Linked DNA regions of Sus scrofa: region 2 is linked to region 1. Evidence: chromatin contacts called from public Hi-C data. All regions are on one chromosome and are shown on one strand. The core of a region is the stretch at or near the end of the contact, and the rest is flanking DNA. Distances in the headings are between cores, read along the strand shown.

Evidence for each region. Hi-C and Micro-C count contacts between places; a contact is called where the count stands out from the background.
Region 2: a contact with region 1 is called in a Hi-C map of epiblast stem cells, with 2.4 times the contacts expected there. The contact joins the promoter of RAMP3 here to the enhancer-like site in region 1. A contact is called at or near these places in 1 of 5 promoter capture datasets (liver), 17 of 47 Hi-C or Micro-C datasets (alveolar macrophages, brain, embryonic fibroblasts and 11 more) and 1 of 2 datasets of contacts at active chromatin or transcription factors (skeletal muscle).

The regions. Positions count from the first base shown.
Region 1 is chr18:50,292,228-50,297,161 of Sscrofa11.1, reverse strand. No RefSeq gene overlaps it. Among named protein-coding and RNA genes, the nearest start is that of RAMP3, 48 kb to the left of the region's middle. Within about 2 kb of position 2,506, at least 27 of the 83 cell types and tissues checked have an H3K27ac peak or open chromatin away from gene starts, as enhancers often do. A contact at or near this core is called in brain, epiblast stem cells, fetal liver and 1 more, where this site is marked.
Region 2 is chr18:50,340,354-50,345,287 of Sscrofa11.1, reverse strand. RAMP3 (receptor activity modifying protein 3) reads left to right here and starts at 2,187. Exons shown (of 4, transcript NM_214089.1): 1 at 2,187-2,253. The coding sequence starts at 2,187.

The sequences.
Region 1 (4,934 bases), core at 1,257-3,756:
TTTACTTTGGTTCTTAACCAAACAATGGCTTGGGAACGGATGCCACCATCCCGGGGCCCCAGATAAACACCCACGGTTTGTTGCCTGAGGCCCCACTGCTGAGGCTCCTTGGCAGCTCACACCGCAGAGCTGCGGAATGAGAATTTTGCACAGTCCTTTTCATCTTGACAGTATCATTCATTTACTTCTATAAACATCATTTGTTCACTTATGTTCTTGTTTCCTCCACCAGCGCAGAAAGGAAGAGAAGGAGTCACAGTGTCTAGTGGGTTCATAGCTGCCACTCCCATATTCTGAGAATTTCCTCTGAGAACAAATCTATTGTTTATTGAGAAAACCAACTGGAAAGACTTCCTGGTAAAACATGGTACAATGAACCCAGATCTGAGACTCTCCCTTCCCCAATTCCTGATGAGATTAATAAACAGAAAATTGGCAAAAAAAAAAAAAAATCTCACTATCTAAGAGAGAAAATGGTACAAATTTGTGCTGCAGCATTTGAAAATAGGAGTCAAGGAAAACAGGAGAAGATTCTCGTGCTGCATCTCAGGCCTCCACAACGCCCCAGAGACTATACTGGGAAAAGGAGAGAAAACACAATTCTGATAGTTTTCAAATAAATTCCCTAATTTGGGGAGACGTGGACAGAGGGTGGGTGTACAGCCTGGAGAGAAGTTTCAAGAAGCCCTCAAGCTTGGGAACGCTTACCTACCGCTGTGGAATAGCAAGATCTCAGCAGAGGCAGGAATGATTACCAGGGTCTGACATTTTCGAGAATTCCATGCTGAGTTAAAGGAAATGCCCAAACAAGTGCCCTGCTGAGGGTACACATGCTCCCCCGAGTAAAAGCGTGACATTTAGTGCAATCTCAGGAAAGACAGCAGAATTTAGAAAATCCAATAAAGTCTGGTAGAGCAAGATGAAAGGGAAACTTTAGAGCACGTAATATCATGTTTTATATAACAACAAAAAAAACTAGGAAGTAGAATATACACAGCTAAATTTCAGCTAATTCTTCCTTGGGGTTTCCTGCTCAGGCCCCTGTGGGGGCTTCTCCCTGTGGCTGGAGGAAGACCTGCACTACACGTGCTCTGCGCCTTGTCCTCTGCCTGGTTTCTCAGATCCTTCCTCCCCCAGGAACACCCTTCTTCCCTCTGCTTCCCAGCGTCCCCGCCGTTTTGTTTCTAAAGGCCACCCTTGGCCTCTGTGCCTTCTCTGTTGCTCCTGGCCACTGTCACCTCATTGAGGGAGCAGGATTTCCTGTCTCTGGTTGTACTCCAGTGACATGGAAAGAATTTTACTTTCTTGGTCCTTGTGAGGGAGATGGTTATAAGGGACACAGATGGGTCCTGGTGACCTCTGGTCGTGGGTGACCAGTGGCCAAGCCTTTGGAGAAACGGAAGAAGCTGCTGGAAGACAGGAGAGGGTGGGAAGGAATTGGGGGTCTTCAGAAAATATCAGCAGGTGATGGGAGACCCTGAGATGCCTGGAGGTTCGAGGGAACCAGGCGTGGAGGTCCCTGCAAACTGGGGTGGGGAGGGTGGGGGGCGGGGGTTTGGGGATGAGCAGGGATGGTGGAAAGACCTGGAAACCTCCCTGTCCATTGAGAGGCCTCGAGTCACCATGGAGACGGAAGTGAACGGCTCCCTGGAGCTCCGGTTCCGACCAGGCTGGCGGGAGTCTGCCGCAGCCTCTCCCGCAGAGTGCAACAGAAACCACCGGGCAAAACAAAATACAGTCGCCTGAGGACTCAGAAGAGTCACAAAGGCTGTAAACTGTGAAGTCAAAATCGGAGAAGCACCCCTCAGGAGGTGGGGGCGGGAGGGGAGGGGGGTTACTTCCTAGCTTTTCTCTTTTCTCTCACAGTTTTTACCTAAAGACAGGCCTCAGCTGCCGAAATGGGAGGGGGCAGCAAGGGAGGCCCGAATCCCAACAAAAACCCCGTCCTCCTGGGCAGAGGAAGCCCGAAAGGTGGAGGGTTTCCTTTTCTTTCTTCTCGCTCTTTGGACAGTGTTACGGAGCTTCTCAGCAGCCTGGTGTAGACAACCGCAGCTCCGAGAGAACTCGGCCCTTCTGCTCAGGGAGACCAGGAGAAGGAGTCGCTGCAGGGCCAGGGGACGCCCCGACGGGCGGGTCCCCTCCTTCTGCCGCCAGCCCGGCAGGTGCCGGCTGCATCCCCGAGCTGCGCATGCGCCGCAAAGCCCAGGGGCCCGGGCCCGCCCCCTGCCCGGCTCGGCGGGAGGCGACGCTGCGACCCGCCGGGCCGCTCGCTCGGTTGACTGCTTGCAAAATAAAACAAAGGGCATTCTTTGGGGGGGCCCGAGCCACCGTAGTGTTCCCCGCGGGATACCCCACGTGTCCAGGATTCTATCCCGAGCGTGACGCTGACACAAAGACCTCCGCCCGGCGAGGGGGCGGACGCGCGGGAGGGGCGCAGCCTGGGGCAGACCCCGGGAGCTGGCGGGTCACCGTGCGCAGGCCTCTGGAATTCGGGAACCCGGATGAGTCCCAAGAGGGGGCCAGGGCCCCGCTGCACAGGGCCGCGGGCTGAGGACAGGGCCGGTGCCCCAGACCCCGGGGCCTGAGGGGGCGGTGCCCACTGCTCTGCTCTAATCTGGGGCACGGTTTACTCCCCACCTCTTTACTCTAAAGCTCGCAGAAGCTGGGGAGGGAGCGAGGGACCACCTGTCTTGCTTGATTCTATGCCTTTTACGCGTGAGCCCGGGCCAGGGGCCTCCGCCCGCCCGGTAACCCAGGCTCAGGAGGGCCCAGCTAAGTGCTTGGATCCAGAGCCTTCTAGGAAGCATGTCTATGTGCTGTCCGTACGCTTTCCTTGGCCTTGCAGGGAGGCTTCCAAGATACTGTGTGTGTGTGTGTGTGTGTGTGTGTGTGTGTGTGTGTGTATGTCAGTGTGCATGCGAGTATGTCTCTGTGTGGATCCGTGTATGGCTGAGTGTGTGCACCTGTGTGCGTTATGCACACTTGTGGGCCTGTGTGAGCGTGCGTGTGTTCATGTGTGTATCAGCATGTGCCTGCATGTGTGGGCATGTGTCTTTGGGTGTGTACATGTGTATAGGGCTGTGCATGCATATTCATGTGTGTGTGTGTGCAGGTGTGTCTGTGTGTGAGTGTGCACGTGTGTATCTGTGGGTGTGTGCATCTGTGTGGGTGAGTGTGTCTGTGTGTCTGTGTGTATCTGCCTGTGGGTTAGTGTGTGTGTGCCAAGTAAGTACATTATCCTTGCAGTAAACCTGTGCCCTGGAATGACCTCCCCTCCCCCCAGCTCTGGTCTGAAGGTCAAGGCCGAGCGATGCTATTGGTGGGGCAGGGATGAGAAGATGCTGGCTGAATGGAGCTTTCACAACTTGGGAATTTGGTCAAGGGTGAAACCTTCCATGTTTTTTTGAATAAACCCCCCAGTTCACATTTTCTGTGACACCTGGTGCACTGCCTTTGGTCTGTTCTTGTTGTAGCTCTGGTGCGTGATACACATAGAAAATGGTAAATGCTCGTAGGACCAGATGAGTGACTAGGGCTTGAGGAACAGAGAGCAGAACTAAAGTGTAAGAACACAGGAGTCAGGGGGGAAAAAAGCATCCAGGAAGCAGGGGGTCCTGCCTATGAGGAGCAGAGGCCTTTGGGAACATAGGGCCTATTCTTCCTGGTTGGAAAGGCAGCTGTAATCAGAAATGCAGACAGTCAGCAGCTCTCGTGGGAAACAGGCGGGCTGGGCTGAGAATGCATTGCGTCCTGGGGCTTACCTGCCCTAAGCCTTGGAATTCGTGTAGTTGCACAGATGAGAGCATGTTTAATAAACCCTGGTTGGGTCTGACTCTAATTTCTCCTTGGCTGGGTACCTTTCAGGTTGCCGTTCCTCTTCATCTGAGTTTCTGTGAGCAGTCACTGGTGTATAGCAGCAAGGGGTCAATGGCTGGTGGATCTTGGTCCCAGAGGTGTGTGAATTCCTTGACTGGGCTGTCACCCCTTATACAGCCTCAAAAGCAATACGCGAGCTTTGTGGGTACTGCAGGCATCCATCGTCTTGGGTATATTCAGAATCAACAATCATAATGACTGAGATATTTGAGCGGCGGGAGCAGTTATCAGCTGTTTCCAGACTTTCGTTTCTATTTTTAAAAGTCTCTAAAAGGAAGTACAGATTTTGCTCCACCAGGGGGTTCATTAAACATTTTGGTCAGGGTGGCTGCCTGATACAGGGGTGCTAAGATTTTCCATCCTGTTGCTTTAATCAGACATGGTATTTACCAATGGTTCACAATTACTGCTGCATTGGGTGGCAGATTTCTTTGTTTATAAGCATTTGCTCTTGACGAACTGAGGAAGTCCTAAGACAAAAGCTTCTTGATGGGTCTTTAAGGGCCCCTTTTGTGTCAGGTTCACAGACAGAATCTCTTGTCTGCAAGTGTATTTTATCTTGAAGGGTATGTTGGGTTCTATGGAAAAACTAGGACAACTTAAAACAGAATAGTGCGGGCTAAAGATACAGTGTGTAAGGCTCTATTCTTAATGCTTTGGAAATTCTCTTGAATATTCCAAGAGTGACTTATGTTTTTGAAGGATGGTTTTATAAAAATCTTATGGTTTTGGTTAACTGATATAATCACGTCATGCTTTATACCGGACCTGTTTCCTAAAGAGTTTCAAGACAGCTTAAAAATAGAGGCTGTTGAAAGAGTGGATCTTAGGAAACCGCTTTCCTGGAAAAGCAACAAAGATGACAAATCAATAAGAACCAACCATTTTACATTTTTTTTTTATGGCCATGTGCGTGGCATATGGGAATTCCCAAGCTAGGGGTTGATTCAGAGCTGCAGCTGAGGTCTACACCACAGCTACAGCAACACCAGATCCAAGCTGTATCTGGGACCTACGTCGCAGCTTGCAGCAATGAGGGATGCTTTAACCCACTGAGC
Region 2 (4,934 bases), core at 938-3,437, 48 kb before region 1:
TAATGGAGCCTGGCTGGGTCTATGTCTGTGCATCTTCCCTTCTCACAAAAACCACCTGCACCAGCAGTCATTTGCTCTGTGGGGGCACAGGGGAGAGGAGCTAGAGCCTTGCTTCTCATGGACTCCTTCTAACAGGGGCAATGGGGCAGCCTGTGGGCCCTGGGAAGTTTGCTGTGGGAGACCGAGGAGCTGCATGGAGGTGGGGGTGCAGGGAATGAACCTGCAGGGACATCAGAGCCAGGATGGGGGAGGGGAGGGCATCCTGGAAAGAGGAGAAACTTTATCCAGCGCTGCCTCCCAGGGTGCTCATTCCCAAGTACTGGTGGTGTGCGGAGCACGGCCCCAGGGGGCAGACTTCAGGGTGCTGTCTGGTCTGGCCCCCTCTGATGACCCACCCTCCTGTCCCAGCCTGCTTGTGTGCAACCATCTGTGGGGTCTGGCCTCACCTCTCCTGTGGAGTGGTGTGGGCCTCCGTGATCCTGTGGCCTCCTGGGACACTGGTGACATCTGAACTTGCTCTTGGTTTGTCTCTCTTGGTGCAGGGCATCTGAGAAGGGTGGCTGGCAGGATGCACGGATGGAGCCTGCAGCCCCTGCCAGGCCTGGGTCACAGGAGGTTCTGGGTCATTCCTGCATCTGTGCTCCCCACCACCTTGGGCAGGCTGGTTGGTCAATTTTAATTAGCTTTAATTCCTCCTTGAAATAATTCTGGTTCTTAGCAGAATAAGCGCAGAAATCCCTTATTAAGTGGGCTTCCTAATGCAGGAAAGGTCAGCAGGGCTTATGCGAGGCAGCTGTTCAGCAACGCCTGCGCTAGAATCCTCCCACACCCCCGGCCTTCCAGGCCGGGTTAATTCCTGCCTCCCCCACTCAGAGAGGCGGAGGCCCTGGCCAGGTGGGGATCCCTCCTGCTCATCCCTCTGACTTGGGATGGATGCTCCGGCTAAGAGCAGTCAACCCCTGAGGGGGTCCTACCTTCCCAGCCCTGCTCCCTGAGCCCTCAGACCAGCATGTCTCTGAGCACTGCAGGGCAGAAGGGTTTCCACCCCACCAGGTGACAAAGTGCCCAGATGTCCATGGGGGCCAGGGTCTGTGCTAGGGGATGAGTGACAGAGGCGACCAAACCAGGCTACGTGACCCATGGTAGGAGAATCCTGAGTCCCTCCTCCCTCCCCTCAGAGCCCATGACACTTCTTTAGGTCAGGTCATTAGGGACACCCAGTCATGCTCCAGGCCCTCTTTTGTCCCCCGAGGCCTTCAGAAAGCACAGAGCAAGCACCAGGGCTTGAGGACCCGGGCCATGGGCAGTGGTGTGTGTGCAAGTGTAGGTGTGTGCACCTGTCTGTGCCCCATCCCCTCTGGTCCGGAGGGTGCAAAGGCTCCAGCGCAGGGAGGCCCCCAGCAAGGATTGGGGCCCACGGGAACTCTAGAGTCAGTCACGATTCACCATGAGGGTTCCTCGCGGCACACAGGGACTCCCCCACTCCCAGCTAGCTCCCTCCTCAGGGGGGCTCCCTCTCCGCACCCCCTCCCCCCTTCCCAGTCTCTCTTGTCCCCCCGCGCTGCACAGCACCCCCTCTCCAGACACCTCCCCGAGCCCTTCTGCGGGCTGGGGTAAGGGTGGGTGCACCTGCCGGATCCCGTCTGCTCCTTGCCAGGCTGCCCACCCCTCTCCGGTCCCCCTGCCCCGCCGGACGCCGAGGCCCCACAAGCGCGAACTTGGCATGGGCCTTGCCCCTGGAGCAGGAGGAGGGGGCTTGCCCCGGGGAGGGGGTGCCTCCTGGGGGAAGGACTGCCCTGTGGGGGAGGACATGTCTTGGGGGGTCAGGCGTATCCTAGGGGAGGAAGCGTCCTGCGGGGGAGCGTATCTCGGAGGAGCACGACCCGACGGAGGGCCCCTGGGAGGCTGAGGCGGGGGGAGGCGTGCATCCTCGTTGTGGGAGCGCGTCCTGGGGTGGGAGCGCGTCCTGGGGTGGGAGCGCGTCCTGGGGTGGGAGCGCGTCCTGGGGTGGGAGCCCCTCCCGGGGGCAAAGCACCTCCTGGGGGCGGGCTCTCTGCGGCCCCACCCCCCCGCCTGAGCTCCGCCTCCGGGAGCCCCTAGCGCCCCCAGCGGGGACGCAGCTGTATCGCTTGCCGCAGCTGGACTGCTCCCGCCGCAGCTGGACGGCGCGCCACAGCTGGCTAGCCATGGAGGCGACAGCGCCGCGGCGCCGGCACCTTCTTCCGCTGCTGCTGCTGCTGCTACTGCTCTGCGGTAAGAAGATGCTGGGTCGGGCACGGGGGCGCCCCAACCTCCTCGGGGGCCACGGGGACCCGCTCGGCCTTCGTCCTCCCGCACCCGCACCTGGCTGCACCTCCTCCCCTGAGCCCACCAGGGCGAGCCCCGTGCGTCCTGCTCCGGAGGGGCGAGGGGTGACTCGGGGCTCTGTCCCCAGGCTCCTCTCGAGCTGATGGCGACGGATCAGACTAGGACGGAAGGCGCGGGGTCTCCCTCGGGCTCTGCATCGCCAGTGAGCTGGGCCTGGGCCTGTTGCTCCCAGCTGCGATGTCCCCCTCGTTGCTGCCCGGGGGCTAGGGTCGCCACGGCAGCGCGACCTCCTATAGCGGGCGTGCCCATCTCTCCCCCTGTGAGGCAGTGCATTCCTTGTCCTGAGCTCGTGCGTGCGCGCCATGCACGGGGGTGTGGAGGAGAGGAATCCAGCACCGGGAGGCCTGGACCTTCCCTGCGGTGCCTGTCCGCTTCCAGGACGGTCCTTCAGTGTAAATGTGTGTGCGTGTGTCTGGCTGGAGGGGGCAGGGGGCAGCCTTCTGAGGTTTTACCTCCCAGACCCCTTCTAAGCTAGAAAACACCACTCCTGGGGGGAGGCATGGCTCACAAATAGGGAATGGATTGAATGAAAAGCTTGCTTTGCAAAATCGTTCTAAAGAAATCATCTAAGAACAAGTGACAGGGTCTGGGCGCTTGGGGAGGGCTTCCTTGGGCGAGACGAGGTGAGGCTGGGTTGCAGAGCAGGGTCTGAGCCTGGGCGGCTCTGGGAGGGGAAGCAGGTGGGTCCGGCGGGGTGGGGGTGGGGGATCCCTGGCTTGGTGGCCAGGAATCCCAGGCCCTGTCTTGGGGAGGGCACTGTCCCCTAGGTCCTTTGGGATGCTCCCTTGCCCTCACTGGCCTCTCTGACTGTAAGATGCACAACTGGGCTTGTTTGCAGTATCACTGTCAGCTTTGACCATCTGGCATTTGGAAAAGGCTGCATCAGCTCACTGACATCTTGAATTCTAGGTTACCTTTCCAGAAGGTGTCTGGGGGGAAGAAGGTGTGACTTCATTTCATATTCCGGTGTTAGAGCCCTAGGGTCAGCTGGATTTTTGGGTTGAAGGCAAGGGTGATGGGTGATTCCAGAAAGCAGGAGCACACTGAGGCAGGATCTGTGACCTTCGAATGCAAAGCCCTTGGAGGAGGAATCTTCTGATTGGTTTCGAGGGAAGCTAAGGCTGTCCTCACAGGGCAAGGACCAAGACAGAAATCTCTCTTAATAACCTCGGGCCACGTTGGCACAGTTCTGGAGGCCACCTCATCTTGTCTCCATCCCAGTATCCCCCTCCCTTGGAGCCAGGATGGGGCCAGGCCAGCTTCTCAGCAGACATCAATCCAGTGCTTGCCTGGTCAGAGTGAGGGCCCCAAGAGCTGGCTCGGAATGAGTGAGGGAGATGCAGGCAGGTCACATGCTGCTTTGTCATGGGGGAGATGGGGGCCACATCAGCCCTGGAAGCTGCTGCCTCTAGAAGGAGGATCCAGGGCTGCTGGCTGCCTATGCTCTGGATCCTGACACCCTGCTTGTCCCTGAGCTGCCTCTGGGCTGTGTAAAGTGGGGGAATCTGGTCTGGGGTAGTGTGGTCCAGCAGCAGTCTGCTCAGCTGGGCTCTGCCTCTGAGCTTCTATGTGTGTTCCCACCCAGAGCTGGAACTGAAAAGGTTTAGCTGCTCATTGCTCAAAAGTCAATGTTCTAGAGACAAGGGTTGGTGGGGTCGGGGGGAAGAGGCTTTATTCAGGAAGCTGGCAACCTAGGAAGATTGCAAACTAGCGTCCTCCCCAAACCATCTCTGAGTTGCCAATCAGAGGGCAAGAGCTTTTAAAGGAAAACTTCAAGGATATGCAGCTAGGGGGCTACGTGCAGAGCAGCACTGCTCAAAATGGAGCAGCTTATGTCATGGCTGCAGTCTGATCATCACGCAGTTAGATTTTTCCCTCTGGTGGTGGTTTTAACAGCTGCAAAACAACTCAGGAATGTGCATCACACACCGGACCTTGCTATCTATGTTCTTCAGAGAGGAACTAAAGATTCTGGAAGCACTAAATGGCTGATTTGCTCTTTGAACGGTTACCAGTCTGTAGGCTTAACTGCTATTTTTGTCATTACATGTCTACATCCTTTCAGTGATTCAATCATTAATTCTTCTTCTTTTTTTTTTTTGGCTGTGTCCGCAGCATGTGGAAATTCCCAGGCCAGGGATTGAACCTGCCCCACAGCAGTAACCTGAGCCTCTGCAGTGACACTTCTGCAGTGACACCTCCGGACCCTCACCTGCTGGGCCCCATGGGAATTCCTCATCATTCATTCTTGAGCCAGGCTATTTGTGACTCTGGGGAGGTCTCAGGAGACTAAAGCCTTCTGGGCTTTGGTACCTGAGGGGCCCCACAGGGTCCTGGTAGGTTTCAGTCCTTCCTTTTCGGTGATATCCCCCCACCTGAAGAGGCACAGGTGCGGAACATGAAAGCGAATAAAATTTTGGATTGCGAGGTTAGTCATAAACTTGGCAGTGGAGTTTGGTTTTCGTTCCATTTTTGTTTGAGCTGTTCCTGAATCTTTGCAGAAACGGGGTGACGATTGCTCTAGGTATTTCCTGCTGAAACAGGGTGTGGTCTTGCCTCAATTTGGG